2 separate regions of the Siniperca chuatsi genome follow, and region 2 is linked to region 1. A link is a contact called in public Hi-C data. All regions are on one chromosome and are shown on one strand. The core of a region is the stretch at or near the end of the contact, and the rest is flanking DNA. Distances in the headings are between cores, read along the strand shown. Region 1 overlaps LOC122880560 (dedicator of cytokinesis protein 2-like). Region 2 holds the start of LOC122880562 (protein INSYN2B).

Evidence for each region. Hi-C and Micro-C count contacts between places; a contact is called where the count stands out from the background.
Region 2: a contact with region 1 is called in a Hi-C map of liver, with 1.8 times the contacts expected there. The contact joins the promoter of LOC122880562 here to the enhancer-like site in region 1. A contact is called at or near these places in 2 of 3 Hi-C or Micro-C datasets (liver and skeletal muscle).

The regions. Positions count from the first base shown.
Region 1 is chrLG8:15,473,815-15,481,336 of ASM2008510v1, forward strand. It overlaps LOC122880560 (dedicator of cytokinesis protein 2-like), which reads left to right. Exons shown (of 51, transcript XM_044205819.1): 18 at 1,685-1,782; 19 at 1,882-1,971; 20 at 2,215-2,315; 21 at 4,593-4,727. Among protein-coding and RNA genes, the nearest start is that of LOC122880560, 26 kb to the left of the region's middle. Within about 2 kb of position 3,652, the one cell type or tissue checked has an H3K27ac peak away from gene starts, as active enhancers do. A contact at or near this core is called in liver, where this site is marked.
Region 2 is chrLG8:15,521,697-15,529,218 of ASM2008510v1, forward strand. It overlaps LOC122880562 (protein INSYN2B), which reads right to left and starts at 4,183. Exons shown (of 4, transcript XM_044205823.1): 1 at 3,964-4,183. All of the region lies in intron 26 of LOC122880560 (dedicator of cytokinesis protein 2-like), which reads left to right.

The sequences.
Region 1 (7,522 bases), core at 2,402-4,901:
GGGATCCTTCAGGATCAGGATTGTACGCCCTCGGTACAATTCAGGCCATTCAGGCTGCGCCCCATCCCTTAGCTGGTTCATTTGTGCTGCTAGGCGCTCGTGGAGTGCAGTGCTGTCCAGTTTTTCATACCTGAGACTCTTTCTTGGATGTCTGCCGCTGTGATAGTGACTGGATTCTGTTCAGGGAGGTTGCTGTGGTCCTCTCCCAGAGCCACCGGCCACTGTGCATTGCATATACTTTTCCAGTACTGTTCAGTTTCCAGCCTTGGTGGGTCTGCTCTGCTGTTATTACCCTGCCACTGAGCATACACTTTTGCAGGTTGAGTTGCAAACAGCCGGTTTATTCTTCTGGCTTCATTATCTCTCATGTGCCTCTTTAGGTGGCTGGCCAAGGCTTGGAGCCTTTGTTTGGCAGTTTCGAGTGCTTCAGGTATGGGCATCTGGTTGTACTTCTTGGGTACTTGCTTTCTCATTGCACCTCTCTTGGCCTCTGTCAGTTGGCTCACTTCTCTCCGTGCCTCCTTGATTTTTGCCTCCAGCCTTCGTTTCCATGGTGGGTACTGTTTCTCATGGCTCCCATGGTTGCTCTTGGTTGCTCCTTGATTTTTGCCTCCGGCCTTCGTTTCCATGGTGGGTACTGTGTCTCATGGCTCCCATTGTTGCTCTTATATCCAAGCATCTCGAGGATCACTGCTGCTGAGGCGTATATCAGCTCATTGGTGTCAGTGATGGTTGTGGTAGGGATCGCACTCAATGCTGCATTCACATCTTCTAGGAGACTTTCTAATGGTACTTCACTTAGCTGTTGTAATTGGCGTCGGGGTTGCCTAGCATTCATTCTTCCTTATCTTTCAGCGTGATTGCACTTGTTGGGGCTTCGTACCCAATCTCCGGTTGGGGAGCCGCCGTTGGCTCCCCCCTGACCTGTTGTCCTGGCTCCCCCATGCCGTAGCATTTGTGTTGTATCTCGTCAATCTCAAGTTGTGATAGCTGCTTGTGGATGTTGGAACACTGAGCTACTATTTGCTTTGCTGTAAGCCTTGATTGTGGGTTTCGAAGTAACCATTCATCCCACATCCTTTGCATGTAACCCCTCTGGCATCTCGCCCATCTTGTTCCAGTAGCCCATTTATCATCTCGGTGCCCTGGTTCCCCAACACCTGACGCAGACCTTGTTTGGCCGGACGACGTCTGAGCCGGCATCTCATATATTTTATTGTCACTCATCATCATCATGAGGTAGGCAGTAGCGTGAAGGGTCCACACTGGATGATGGGTCATTGCTCAATGCGTCCCGAGGATGTATGTATGTATGTGTATGTATGTATATATATATATATATAGTTACCAATATATTTTTTGTCGAGTAATCGATAAATTGACTAATTATTTCAGCTTTAGTTGTTACACTATTAAAATTAATCAGCTTCTTATCTTTGGCATTATATTAAATAGTGTCAAGTCACTGACAGGTGAATTCATTTGAACAGTTTATATGTATTCTGTGCAACACAGAAGGAGACACACTTTGTCAGATGTTCAAGGACAGAAAGTGTTTTTAGAAAATTACATTGTCAACTTAGAAAACATTTCTATTATAGTACAAAAGCTTTGATCAGCATCCACTCTTAAGCAAGACAGGACATGTTTGTACAGTTAAGACTCTTGTGTCTCTCCTGTCTAGTGGGCCTGCTGGGGCTGCTCAAGTGGAGGACTCGACCTGAACTCCTCAAAGAAAACCTGGAGAAACTCAAAATCATTGATGGAGAAGAGGTGGTCAAGGTCAGTGGTGTGAATACAAGTGTGTCTTTGCGTAGGTGTGTAGACCAGCGTGTGTGCGCTCTCATGGGACCTCTCCTTTGTCTGTATATATGTATGTAGTTTCTGCAGGACACTCTAGACGCCTTGTTCAACATCATGATGGAACACTCCCAGACTGACGACTATGACATCCTCGTGTTTGACGCCTTGGTGAGTGTATGGTGTGTGTGTGTGTGTGTGTGTGCTTTTTCAACAGATGCAGCTGATTTCTTGACATGCTCTGTCTCTTTGTGTATCGAGTCTGACATCTTTGTGTCTACCTGTCCCATCTTTTTCCAAATCAACATGTCTATCAGATGATTGTACATAGCTTCTCATCTGCCTTGTAAATGTCTACTGCTATGGAAACATATAACCCACTCTGTCTCTCTGTTTCTCCCTTCTGTCTGCCAGATATACATCATAGGTCTGATCGCTGACAGAAAGTTCCAGCACTTCAACACAGTGTTGGAGGCCTACATCAAGCAGCATTTCAGCGCTACACTGGCCTACAAGTAGGCCCACTTCCTTTCATCTCATTCTGTTATGTTTTCTACAAGTTTCCTGTCCTCATCACCATGTATGTCGCATCAGATTTTAATGAATATATGACGAACAAAGTCTCTGCACCTTTTCTCATCAGAGCACTTAATGTGAATCTGACAAAGATACATACATTTAAACTGATATTTTACACATTCTGACTGAGAAAGACAAATATAAACATTGTAGGCAAACAACAAAATATGAGAGCAAATATAATAGAGCAAAATATGATAAGAGTCACATAGATAATTCTCGCTCTTCATAAGTGCTCCAAAAAGCAAATAGTTCAGTTGCAAATCAGTATCCTGTTAATGTCTTGAGAAAGCAAAGACACTTCCTTATTGAATCTGCCACAGGAGACTTTATTATTAATTAAAGTCACTGAGCACGACTGGTTATTTAAGCTTACTTTAGGTTTGACTTTAAAGACAGTGTTAGACTTCATGTCAACAAACATACCATACTTACACTGCTGTTTTCACGAAATATATCAGCAAGTTTTGCAGTGTTCTTCTTTGAATTGCAAATTAAGGATTACATGATCTTTCATGAGGCAATTCTCCCACCTCTTGGGATTTATAAATCTTTTAAATCCCATCAGATAATCTCAGTAATGCTTTGTCATCAAGCCAAAAAACAGACTGTTTTGTGGTTCCTAGAAAGTTGGACAGAGCAGCTTAAAGTCCAGTACCAGAAATGCATACATAGCATTAGTGTGGGTTGTCTCAGTCACATTCAAATGCATAATCCTGTCAGGTATGCCATACTCCATGCCAAAGGTAAACTTGTTGTGGTAATTTAAATATCACCTGAATATCTAATGTTAAGTGACTAAATACTGCACTGTATCTAGCTGCCACTGGAGGTCAGTGTGTGTGTTGGCCTTTGGAGCACTTGATTGAACAGGATTAGAGTATGCTACTTTACTGTACACCCAGCTAGCCAGAGTTTTAACCCTGCTTCTTTGGGGAGTAGCAGCTAAAGCACTCAGGCATGCTCCCCAAACACTTCTGTCTGCTTCTTACTCTCTGATAATTCACTTCACTTAATTCAGTGGGCGCTAGAGAAAACATTTGTTTGCAGTGCCAAAGCTTCAGTTAGGAAATTAAAAACATGTCTGACTCCTTCTGCTCTTTTTACCCTGAATCTTTTCTTGCTTACCACAACTGCTTCTCCTCCTCTCATCCTCCTTTGCCCAATTCTCCCTGCCACTCTCCTCTCTTAACTGCTCTTCTTTCTTTCTGTCTGTTCTTCACTCCAAATAATCTGTCTCTTTACTATCACTCTATCCCTCTCTTGCCAGTGTGTTGGTGTTCACCCTTTTTGATAGGGTCACTGCAGTTTAACGCTTGTCAGCCCAGAGGCTGTTATGTAAAGCTCTCTAACTCCCTCTCACTACATTTTAAACTCCCTATCTCTTGCTCTTAAAAAAAGAATAAATCCTCCTGTGCTTGCTCTTAAGCCATGCACCAAAACAAAACCAGGGAAGACTGAATGGTAATAACATTGGCAATAACATAAGGCCAACCTGACGCCAGTGAGGCCAGATTAGAGATCATTTTTTAAGGGGACTTTGATAGTTTAAGAGGATTGGGTAGTTTTAAACCAGTTAGTGGGTGATCCCTGGTTGCCATTTCATGGAAATAGAGCCATCACAAAGCCAAAAGCCTTAACCCTCTTTAGGCCTACAGTATTGTTTTATGTGTTATGAATATGCTAGTATTGCATGCCACTGAGATAATACAAAGGGAGATTGGGCACATAAATGCTGGTAGGTCATAAACTTAGACTGAACTCTGTGCCCCCCACGCCGCTTTCCAACTGCTTTGACACACCGGAATATTTACGTGTGTGTCTAAATACACCTGTGGGGTGTGCATGTATTGGAGAATGATTTTTTCACCATGCATCTGAGGGCAAATAAAAATGTCTGTGAGGTGTGTGAAAGGTACATCTGTTGAGGTGTGAAATACTATTTTGCCATTTTTCCTCCTCCGCCTCCTTGCCAGTCATCTTTTCTCTCTCTCGTTCTTTCACTCTGTTGCACTCTGTCTTTCTGCTCTATGGAAGTGAAAAATGGAGTTGGTGATTAACTTTCCAACCTGTGGAACATCAGAAAAGGAATGACAATTCTGACTGAATGGTTTTGATTTGTTTCGCCCTTTTCTCTCTCTCTCTCTCTCTCTCTCTCTCTCTCTCTCTCTCTCTCTCTCTCTCTCTCTCTCTATCATATCATCCTCTCCCAGAAAGCTGATGTCGGTGTTAAAGAGGTATCTGGATGTGTCCAGCCGAGGGGAACAGTGTGAGCCAATCCTTCGAACCCTCAAAGCCCTCGAGTACATCTTCAAGTTCATCGTCCGCTCGCGCATGCTCTACTCCCAGTGAGTGTTTGTGTAACTTCTTGTGTAGTGATCATTATGATAATGACTACTAATTTCTTTTTGGACCCTTAATGATGCAAATAGAGATTCTTGAAGGCACGCACACACACAGAGCCCAGTGACACTACATTGCCAGAGTAATTGTTTTTGACAGCTCGGCGAGAAAAGGCTGCTAATGCTAATAAGCATTGATGATGAAGTGCAGCGTGCGAATGAGAGCTAATGAAAGGGCAGGGCTGCTGAATGGGCAGCCAACGAAAACACCAGACAGACAAAGTTCCTGCAGGAGAGACTTATGACACCCACTGTGCTGAGCCGAGAGCTGCACCATACGATAAGTGTAAACACCATTTATAACTGCAGCGCAAAAGTTGATGCTGACAGATCAGAAACATGATCCACAATTGTGTTATGTGCCTTGCCTATGGGTGACTTGAGTACCTGTGTGTTTGTGTGTAGGTGTGCAGGTATATAAGACACAATCATGTTCGTAATGGAGTGCTTGTTCACGTAAGAATGCAAGGTTTGTGTGTGAATTGTTATGGGTTGTGTGCCTCTGTTAGGAGCAGTGTATTAGTGTTTGTATAACTTGGGTTGGGAGGGGATCTCTGTGTGTGTGTGTGTGTGTGTGTGTGTGTGTGTGTGTGTGTGCGTGTGTGCGCGCGCACGGGTGCGTGCACACGCGTGCTGGTATGTGTTTGTCATTCGAAGTCCACTGGTCCAAGGTCTGTCTTTTTAATCTTCTAGAGGGCATCGTGGGCTTTGTTTGTTGAAATTGGTATGTTTGTTTATCGATGTGGTTGGTGTGTTTGTTTATTTATTCATAGTGTGTGCAGATTTGTGTGGTTGCATTAGTGTGGTTTCCCAAGTGTGTGTGTGTGTGTATGTGTGTTTATGTGCAAGTGTAGGCATGCACAAGCCCACACACATACATTTAAGCATACTTCTTAGTGTATGTCTTGTGTGTCGTTATCGCTCCACTGCTCCCGGATGGACTGAGCTCCACTTGCCAGCCTCCCCTGGGTATCTCTGAACCAATAAATCTCACTCTCCTTCTCTCTTTCTCTCTCTCCTGCTCTATCTGTCGCCTTCCAACTACCGGTAGCCGACAACTTCAACTCGCTCTGCATCTAAAGTTTTCACATCAAATTTCTCCTCCTATAAGGCCTTGTCATGCCAACAGAGAATCAGGTATTCAAAGGAGCCACCAGCGCTGTAGGTGCATCTGTAAGGCTCCATCATCATCACCATCAAGACTAGCAGTCATTAATAGTTAAATAGGCAGCATTGAAGATTTATTAGCTTGTCAAACCGACTTTGTGTTCATGCAAAGTCTATTAGGAGTGTGTGATTTTTACTTCAAAAATATGTAAGGCACGCTGTACCAGATTTTGCTCTTTCCTTCACCTTCTTTCTGTCCTTCACGCCCTATAGCTTTTATTACTTCCCTGTAGTCTAGTTCATCAGTTGTATCTGTTTCTTTTTCCTTCCCCTGAGCACCTGCTATGTTCTATATTTCTCCTTCTTGTTATCCTCCACTCGTCCTCTTTCTTTCCATCCCTCCCTTCATCTTTAGATCTCCCCTTCTCTCTTTTCCTCTTCCTCTTTTAATTGTTTTCCTGTGGAAGGACATAAAAAGAAGTTTTCTAATATGAAGATCTTTTCTCATTGATGCGATAAGGATCTTATCTGTTTCCTATGACATCTTATATTATGATTATGTAATCTTTTCTAGTTAGAATATCTGGGCTTTCTAATTTTGTTTTCTTGTTCTTATAATGACATCTCTCATTTTGAGATCATTTCTCATGATAGGAAGACATATATCAATATCTGGTGGTAATAATAATAATAAAATAATCTTATCTTAAAATAATGAGAAATAGTTCATAATAACATAATTTACATCACACGGAGAGCTACGATTACAGTGATGCACACTCGATTTACTCTATTCCATCCATCAGATAGAGAAATCTCAAGCTTTACAGACCAAATAATATTTTGATGAATTCCAGCTTTTTCATTATTATACTGATTGGCCTAAGGCGTCTACAGTGTTTGTTTAATTGTCTTCATGAATACACTCTTAAACCAAAGTAGGATTTAACAATACTCAAGCTAATTGTGTGACTCATTGCACCATTCTTGCATTTTTAGTATAGTTTAACTAATCTGTCTTAGATGAGCAATGCCATTTTTATTATACTTTTTTGATGCATCACAGCAATGTTGGTCACTGCACCACTTTTTCGTTCGCCCATGTGTCATGCAAAATGTCTGCATTTCAAATTTGGCCAAACCTGAGGGAACCTTGTATCTCACTGCTTAATTGCAGCATTGAACATTTTGACTGATTGCTCCATGGGGGAACTGCAATTATATATCATAACAAGGTGACATCTGTGACTGATTTGCTTAGACAGGGATTTCATAATTCATGGGGGACATGTTTAGTGTTGCCTTGTTGTTCTCCTTTTTCCTCCTCTCATCCACAGCTACATGCAGCTGAGCCATCCCCCTTCTGTATTTGCTCTCTTGCTCACTCCTCTCTTCAGATTTTTCCTCACTGTCCCTCACTCCTTTCCCTCCCCCCTGTTGATTGCCTTCCTTTCATCCCTCTCTCCTCTCCATCTGTCACCAGTATTAGTTTGCTGAGCTACTGTGACGTATTTGTGTTGTTTTGCTCATATGTGGGTATTGCGTGCCTGTGTGTGTTTGTGTGTGTGTGTGTGTAGATAAGTTGTAGCAACAGCCTATGGTCATTTTTAGTTCCACATACATCTTCTGAGTTG
Region 2 (7,522 bases), core at 2,933-5,432, 48 kb after region 1:
CAGACGAGCTGTCAGACAGGCCAGTTGGACTGACCAGCTCATTACAAGTACGACTTCACTGCTTCACCTGAACGGACATGATACTAAAAAAGAAACTCAGCAGAATTACTGAGAATCCTTCCTCAGCTCTTTAGAAATAAAGGGCAGCTTGTGTTTGACCTCTAATGTGAAATTAAGATACATGTGTGTGTAATAAGTACAGTGAAGAGACTGAGAAAGGGGCCTAGTTTTGTAGCAGTAGCAAATACTATTAATATTACTATTTGATACATTTCTGCTTGTAAATTAATATTGTATGTCTGCAGATGTCCAATATTTGCATGCTGCATTGCAGATATACAGTATGTATGCACTGTTTATCCATTTTTCTTTTGTTTCCATAATTGGTCACTAGTTTCATCTTTTCTTAACTGTCATGGTTTAACATTTATCCCCGCACCTCAGACAGAAGGAAGAATCCAGTAATGATCATCAAAACAACAGGAAACCTGCTCAGCTTTCTGCACTGACTGTTTTGTTCTGCATTTTAATTGGGTGCAACTGAATTTTTCAGGGACAGTGCACTTTAATCAGCATTTCAACTGAAGAGCCAGAAGCCACAAAGGCTAATGTTCATATCACTAAAGCCAAGCATCTCAGCCAACCCAGCATAATCCAAATTTGGTTCCCATTGAGGCATTGTTTGGGGCAGATTGTGTGTGCCTCGCTGATAGTAAGGGACTCAAGTGTCTCTCCAAGGCAGAGACAGAGGCAGCGCAAACTATGGAAACTGTGGCTGTCCGAGAAACTTGCAACATTAGGGCTTAATGTAGGTGTCCTACACACACTCACATACCATCAATTTTACGAGAAACAGAATAATAGAAAAATGACTGTGCTCTACAGCAGTGGTTCCCAAACTTTTTTACACCGTGCAGCCCTTCATAGGAATTTTTTTTGTCATAGCACCCTTAGCCACCCAACCCCCAATATAACATAAATATGTGTACAAAGATGCTTATCGGTTTAAGCAGTTTTAATTATTATAATATACAAACTTAAATGACATAGGTACAGTGAGGTAGATAATGAGGAGTAACGTTCCAGGTTTCAAAGCTTGTGAGCCAACACTGTCAGTCCTTGCCTCTGGACAAACCCCTCTGAGTATATGTACTTTGCCATGCGTAAGTGTGTGTGTATATGTTTGTAAGCTGTGATGCATAATTTAGACAGAAGCGGAAAATTAATTTAGCCAGAGATTACTTAATTCTTCATCAGACCTATGAAGTAGACTAGCCTGGACTCAATTCAAAGCGATGTCCTGTTACAATCAAAGGGCCCTCAGAGAAATATAAAATCTGTTTGGTTTTATGGTGTAAGCCTGCCTGTAACAAGAAAAGGGGGTGTAATTAAAGACAAAGACTCTGTCATTGACAAGTCCACCTGCCAGCTTAATTAATTTGCTTTGTTGTTGGCTAGAGGAATGTGTGTTAGTTGAGCAGCAGAGCAGAGAAACCAATGTAAAACTGAATATTTATGAGATTTTTGCCACCAAATATTTGATAATCAGAGATAAACACGATAAAGTGGAAAGCTAGATCCTGTAAGCCAGCAGGGGAAAAAGCCTAAGTTAGAGGAGGAGCTGCAGATGCATGACCACACACACACATCTTATCAGCGTGGCTAATAGAGTGTGATATAGTCTGGGTTTTGCATTTTTGCTTAAACTGCACTCTCCCCCTATCTCTTTTAGCCTCTCCTTCCTGTCACCTTATGTTATTATCCCTCCTTTTCAACTGTCCTCCGATTTCTCCCTTTTCTCTCTATCCTCTTCTGTCATCTCATCTTTCTCCTCTCTGCCATATGAGTCATCCTGTCCGCACGTCCCATCCAATCTCTCCATCATTAACCCCCAATCTATCTCTCCTCCTCTCATCTCTCCATCCTGTTGCCCCCTCTGCCCTCTCTCCCTCTCCCTCATCCATCTTCCTGCCCTTCTGACTTTCTAGTCCTTTTCTCTTTCACCCCATCTCATCTCCTTCTCATCACTTGTTCACAGTCTGTCTGGTTAGCAAGGCGGCTAAAGTATCAGTGACACACACGCACACACACAAGGATACATATGAAAGTGCACACGCATGTTTCTTTTGACTCTGTATTGCTGTCAATCTCGTTTAACCTTTATTTCTCTTTCTCTCCATCATCTGTCATTCTTTGGAGAAAAGAAATGTAATTAAAGTCAATGCAGTATAATGTTATAACCTATTGATTAGGTTTCCCTAGTCTGTAATTTGCATTAAACCCCTTTAAATGATCTCTTTCTGTGCAGCAGTTGTTTCCAGTATGCTGTGTGCATTAATTACCAGACATGTAAACAACTTTTAAGCACATTTTACACAAAGTTTTGGAATGTCACTAAAATAATTCAGGTTTTGGTTAGTTTCTCTCTGTTGACTTAAAACAAATATACAATGCTCCCTAAATATTGAAAAAGAAAACAGTAAAGTACCAAAAACAAAATCTAAATTGATAAAGCACGTTCATGAGAAAATTGAAGGAATCTTTAGAGATTTGATAAGTACTGAATCAAATTCCTGCCAGCAAGGATGAAAACAGAGAAATGCACTTAGCAATATTCTGATGCATCACTAATAACCACACAGCCACAACAAGCTCCTTATACACTCAAGCATTATGCCATTTTGTATCATTTATTCAACAAATGTGCTTCGATGGCTACAGGTCCAATATTTATCAATGTTTTTATGCTTTTCATGCAAACTTAACAGAATTTTGAACTTATTCTTCAACATTTCTACTGTGTTTCAAATAATGATCTGTAAAAAAACATCATTAAATAGAAAAATAGCCCAAAATGCAACTAAATAACAGAGAAAAGAGAGACTAAGAGTATTTCCTTACTCAGTTTTTGACTTCTTGGCATGTTTGTCTGTGCCAGATGCATGAACACACATGTATGTGCACAAACTGTCATTTCAAATGACCATCTTAACTGACTGGTGAGGTTATATAAATGTTAAGTGCACAGGTCACATATATCCATAATGTCTCAGTTGTAGATCTCTGCACACATTTGCTTGTTCTCTCTCTCTCTCTCTCTCTCTCTCTCTCTCTCTCTCTCTCTCTCTCTCTCACACACACACATACACAGATGTACTGGGGCAGTATTAGTATATATGAGAAAGGTTATTGCAATATAATCCCATATTAAGCTACACTAGCTTCTTCTGACGATTGGTTCAGAGGCTTTTAATAGCACACACACCCACACACACACACATACATACATAAATTGACAGAAGCCTTTTGAATCCTTGTTAAAAGCTAAAGTTGTAATTAATGTTGCATGGAAAAACAAAAAAAAGCTCTACACACATACACGGACACACAAACGCACACAGACGTAATCATATGCATCAAATCCTACTGTGACAGATGGATAGGATTACTCACCTGCCACATACACACCAACGTACACACAAACAGATATATCCGCACATACTTTTGATGCTGTGATCACACTACTTCTTTAAACAAAAATACACACTTACAGTTGCTATAAACAGCCTTCCTGAAGTAGAGATACACTTTTGTCAAACCTACTGAGTCTGTAGGAAACAAGGCATCCAACCAAAGCCAGATACTGTGTTTTTTAAAATTTGTTTTGTGGTACAGAGGTTAAACCTAAGGATTTTGTCCATTAGTCCAGTTGGCTCACTGGCGCTTGCGTCCATAGTCACCATTACCTCCTTTCAAATTCTGGCCAGTGTCTTAAATCTTGAATGAGCTGCTTTGAAAATAAAGTACTAGCCGTGGGCTACAAGACTGGAGAGATTCCTCAGAGTCATAATAGAGCATCTTTACCAGGCTTTTATGCTATCACTGGCATACACACACTTTCTGTACACACACTGGCTAATCTTTTCTAACAACTGTCTTTCATTGCTTTGTTCATTCACTTACCTTTTCTTATCCTCCTCTTTGGTCCGCATGTTTCTCCTCTCCCTCGTTCTCGGTGTCTCTCTCTCATCTCTGATAGTCCTTCAGTCCTCAGTTGCGCTTGCTGCTGACTCTTTACCGCTCTCTATCTCTCTCTCTCTCCGTCTCATTCTGTTGCTGCTGATCCTCGCATGCTCACGGAGCCCAGTGATCCTCCCTCCTCCCTTCTCTCTCTCTCTCTCTCTCTCTCTCTCTCTCTCTCTCTCTCTCTCTCTCTCTTTCTCTCTCTCGCTCTGTTTTTCTCTGATCTATCTCTAATTTTTTCTATACCCACTGCAATTCTCACTCTCACTCTTTCTCTTTAGCGATCACCTATTTCTCAAATACTATCACTCTGTTATTAATTCCATCACGTCTCTTTCACTGTTTACACATATTTCCCCATTTCTCTTTATTGGTGGCTAATCCTGTGGCATGCCCTGGTTTTTGTGTGTGTGTGTGTGTGTGTGTGTGTGCGTGTGTGTGTGCGTGTGTGTGTGTGCCTGCATTGACCCTGGCATGGTGGTAGACCCAGTGAAACTTTGGCAGCACAGAAGTGCTCCCGGGAGTCGAGCCAGGACACAACAAACACACACGCGCTCGCACACACAGAAACACACACTCTTACATCTATCAGTCACTTTATTTATATCTTTGCTTTTCTGTGTGAACACAGTCTACTATTGCCTTGCTTTCTCTCTCTGTTCTGTCGCTCCGTCTCCCCTGGTAGCTTCACCTCAGTCTCCTCTTTGAGCTGTTTTGTCGCTGTCCTCTTCTTTGCCCCACTTTAGCCTCCTCACACCATTCTCTCCTCTTCTTTTATCTTCATCTCTCACACTCACCCCTTCCCCTGTGTTTGACTGTCCCAACTCCCACCCTCCTTCTGTCTCATTCTCTTTCTGTCTCTGCTCTTATTCACACCAGCTGAGGATGATGCTGCTTTCTTTCTTGAGGCAAACAAGACAAAAAAACGAGATTAATTGAATAGAAAGTGAGATTAAACGGCATATGAGATCAGGTTGTAATTATGCTTAATTATGAGTGCTTTGTCTTTTGTGCGCGGCAGGAATTGTGTGTTTGCAAATTAATTTCCTCATTCGTCATGCATCAGGAAAGATGAGAATATTTTGCTATTCACTTTTTTTACAGGCAAGTTTAAGATTTTGATTTTGAGCTTTAAGTTAGGAATTGCGGTAGGTTTAGTTAGGTTTAATTCTATTACGGTAAGGTTTAAGTTAGCAGTTATGAAATAAATGTACACTAATGAAGCAGAAGGTCTCGCAAATATAGTAAAACTGTGTTTCTTTTGTGTGCAAGGGGTTATGTCAGTGACGTGTTTGTGTGTGTATGGACAATAAATTATTACCTGTGAGTTTGTGTATATGCGTGTGTGTGTGTGTGTGTGTTCCCTGAGTGGTCCCTTGATGCAGCATCCATGTGAATGTCCTTCCTGCCCCCTCCCTCATCTGAAAATAACTGGTGATGTATGCGCCACTGCAAAGTGGTGGACTCACCTTGCGTTGTGTTTCAATTGACCTCTGGTGAGATGAGCAAAGGGGTGGGTGGTTGGATGGGTGTGTGTGTTTGTGTGTGTTTGACCGTGTGAATTTATTTGTGCACATTACATAAGCAGCCAGGGTGCAGTGCCAAACATGCCTTCAGAAATAATACACGTGAGCCAAAAACATACAAGGTTGACAAAGCATGAGATAGTTTTGCTGAAGCTCTGAGGTCTCAATAATTAGTTTTTTGAGTGAAAAGATTACAAGAGAAGCTTGTCATTGTCTCTTCTCTTCTTCATTATTCATTATTCCTTTCCCATTGACCTCTCTCCTCTCTCTGCTTTATCTTCCTTATTTGTATCAACTGATTGTGTCTCTTTGTAGTTATTGGGAATTTGGGAGCCTGGGGACACATTGATCTGTTTTCTGAACACTGAACAGGCGTACATGTTCACATACACACTGAAATGCACACACCCATGTTACCCCTTTCTCTTTCTCTGCCTCAGGCAAACACAAACAGCCACATCACCCTGACACACACAACAACTCTAATTACTTCTCCGCACAATCCATCTCTCTCTTTCATCCCCCCTCTACTTCCCTCCTCAGCCCCCAAGTGTCGGAAAAACGTGTGCGAGTGTGTGTTTGGGTGTAATAGACGGGGGTCAGAGTCAGAGATGAGCATGTGGCTATGAAGGTGAGGAATGCTGCAGGCTTCCAGTGAGACTGTGTTTTTTAGATGTTCTATTTTGAAAAATTATGAAAAATCACAGTTGAGAGCAGCGTAATGACTTCCCACCTGGGGAGGGGGCACCACAAAAAGAGCAAGAAGAGGGTAGAGAAGAAGAAAAAAGGAAAGCACAGGCAGGATATGGACCTAAATTAAGTGTTGTGAAAGGCATCAATGAACCTGATATGGAATTATTTGAACGGATGTTTATTATCCCCCTGAGCTTTAAATTGAAAGTAATTTATTCATGTATTTGGTTCTATTTTGCTACGTGAATGACTTCCTGTCTGTCTATGTGCATGTCCTCAAATTAAACTAAATGTCTTGGATATTGGCAGTTTAATTGGTGAGAACATACATACATACATATAAGTAGACGCAAAAATCATCCATATGTACCTGGTGGATTACTTGCTCTACTGTTTCACATTATTGCAGCTGTGACTAGCATACCAGAAACATTTCTTTGTGCTCCTTTAACAGATTAAAACCGTAAGTATTTAAATTAGAGCTGTCAAAGTTAATGCTTTAATGCTCTGTCTTAATTTAAAATAAATTATATGTTAATTATATTTAATTGCATCAATCATGTTTCACTGTTTATCCCACTGGGCATCTTTTGGGGATAATGAACTTTAAACAGAGAATTCAAACTTGGTGACATAAAGTGAGTCTGCGTAACTTTTAAAAGAAGAAATAGTACATTCTTTCTCTCCCAAACAAAAACTTACATTTAATAAGTAATTAAATGCACCCTTGTTCTATTCTTTACACTCAGAGCATTTGCTGCTATAGCCTTACTTTGACCAGTAGCTTATGGTGGCAAAAGTTAGCAAACTTCAGATAGATATTGCTGCGTTAGTTAGATGACACTTCTCTGTGATATTGTTACGGTATGTTGTAGCAGGCACAGATAAACATTTCAATGATTTTATCACTATATTCATGGCTGTGCTGTGACAGTTATGTGAAGGTTTTGTTGCTGGAACGAGTGTGCTGCAATCACTGAGAATGCTCTCTGCATACCTATCGATGAAACCAGGTTGAGGGCAGAAGTAAACAAGCCGGAGCTGCAGTGGACCTGCAGTAATGGCGTGTTTAAATGCAATAACACTGTGATGTCTGTCACAAACTGGCTCAGGGAATGTAACAAGATGGGAATACACACAAGAGATTTACTTAAAACTGTTTATTAAAACTAAAGTTAACACAAATGAACAATGGGGTGTGGATCAGCAAGATCAGCAATACATGGATGTGTGGCATGTGTGCTATGGAGGTGTTGAAGATGCAAAAGAAGGTGATTCAG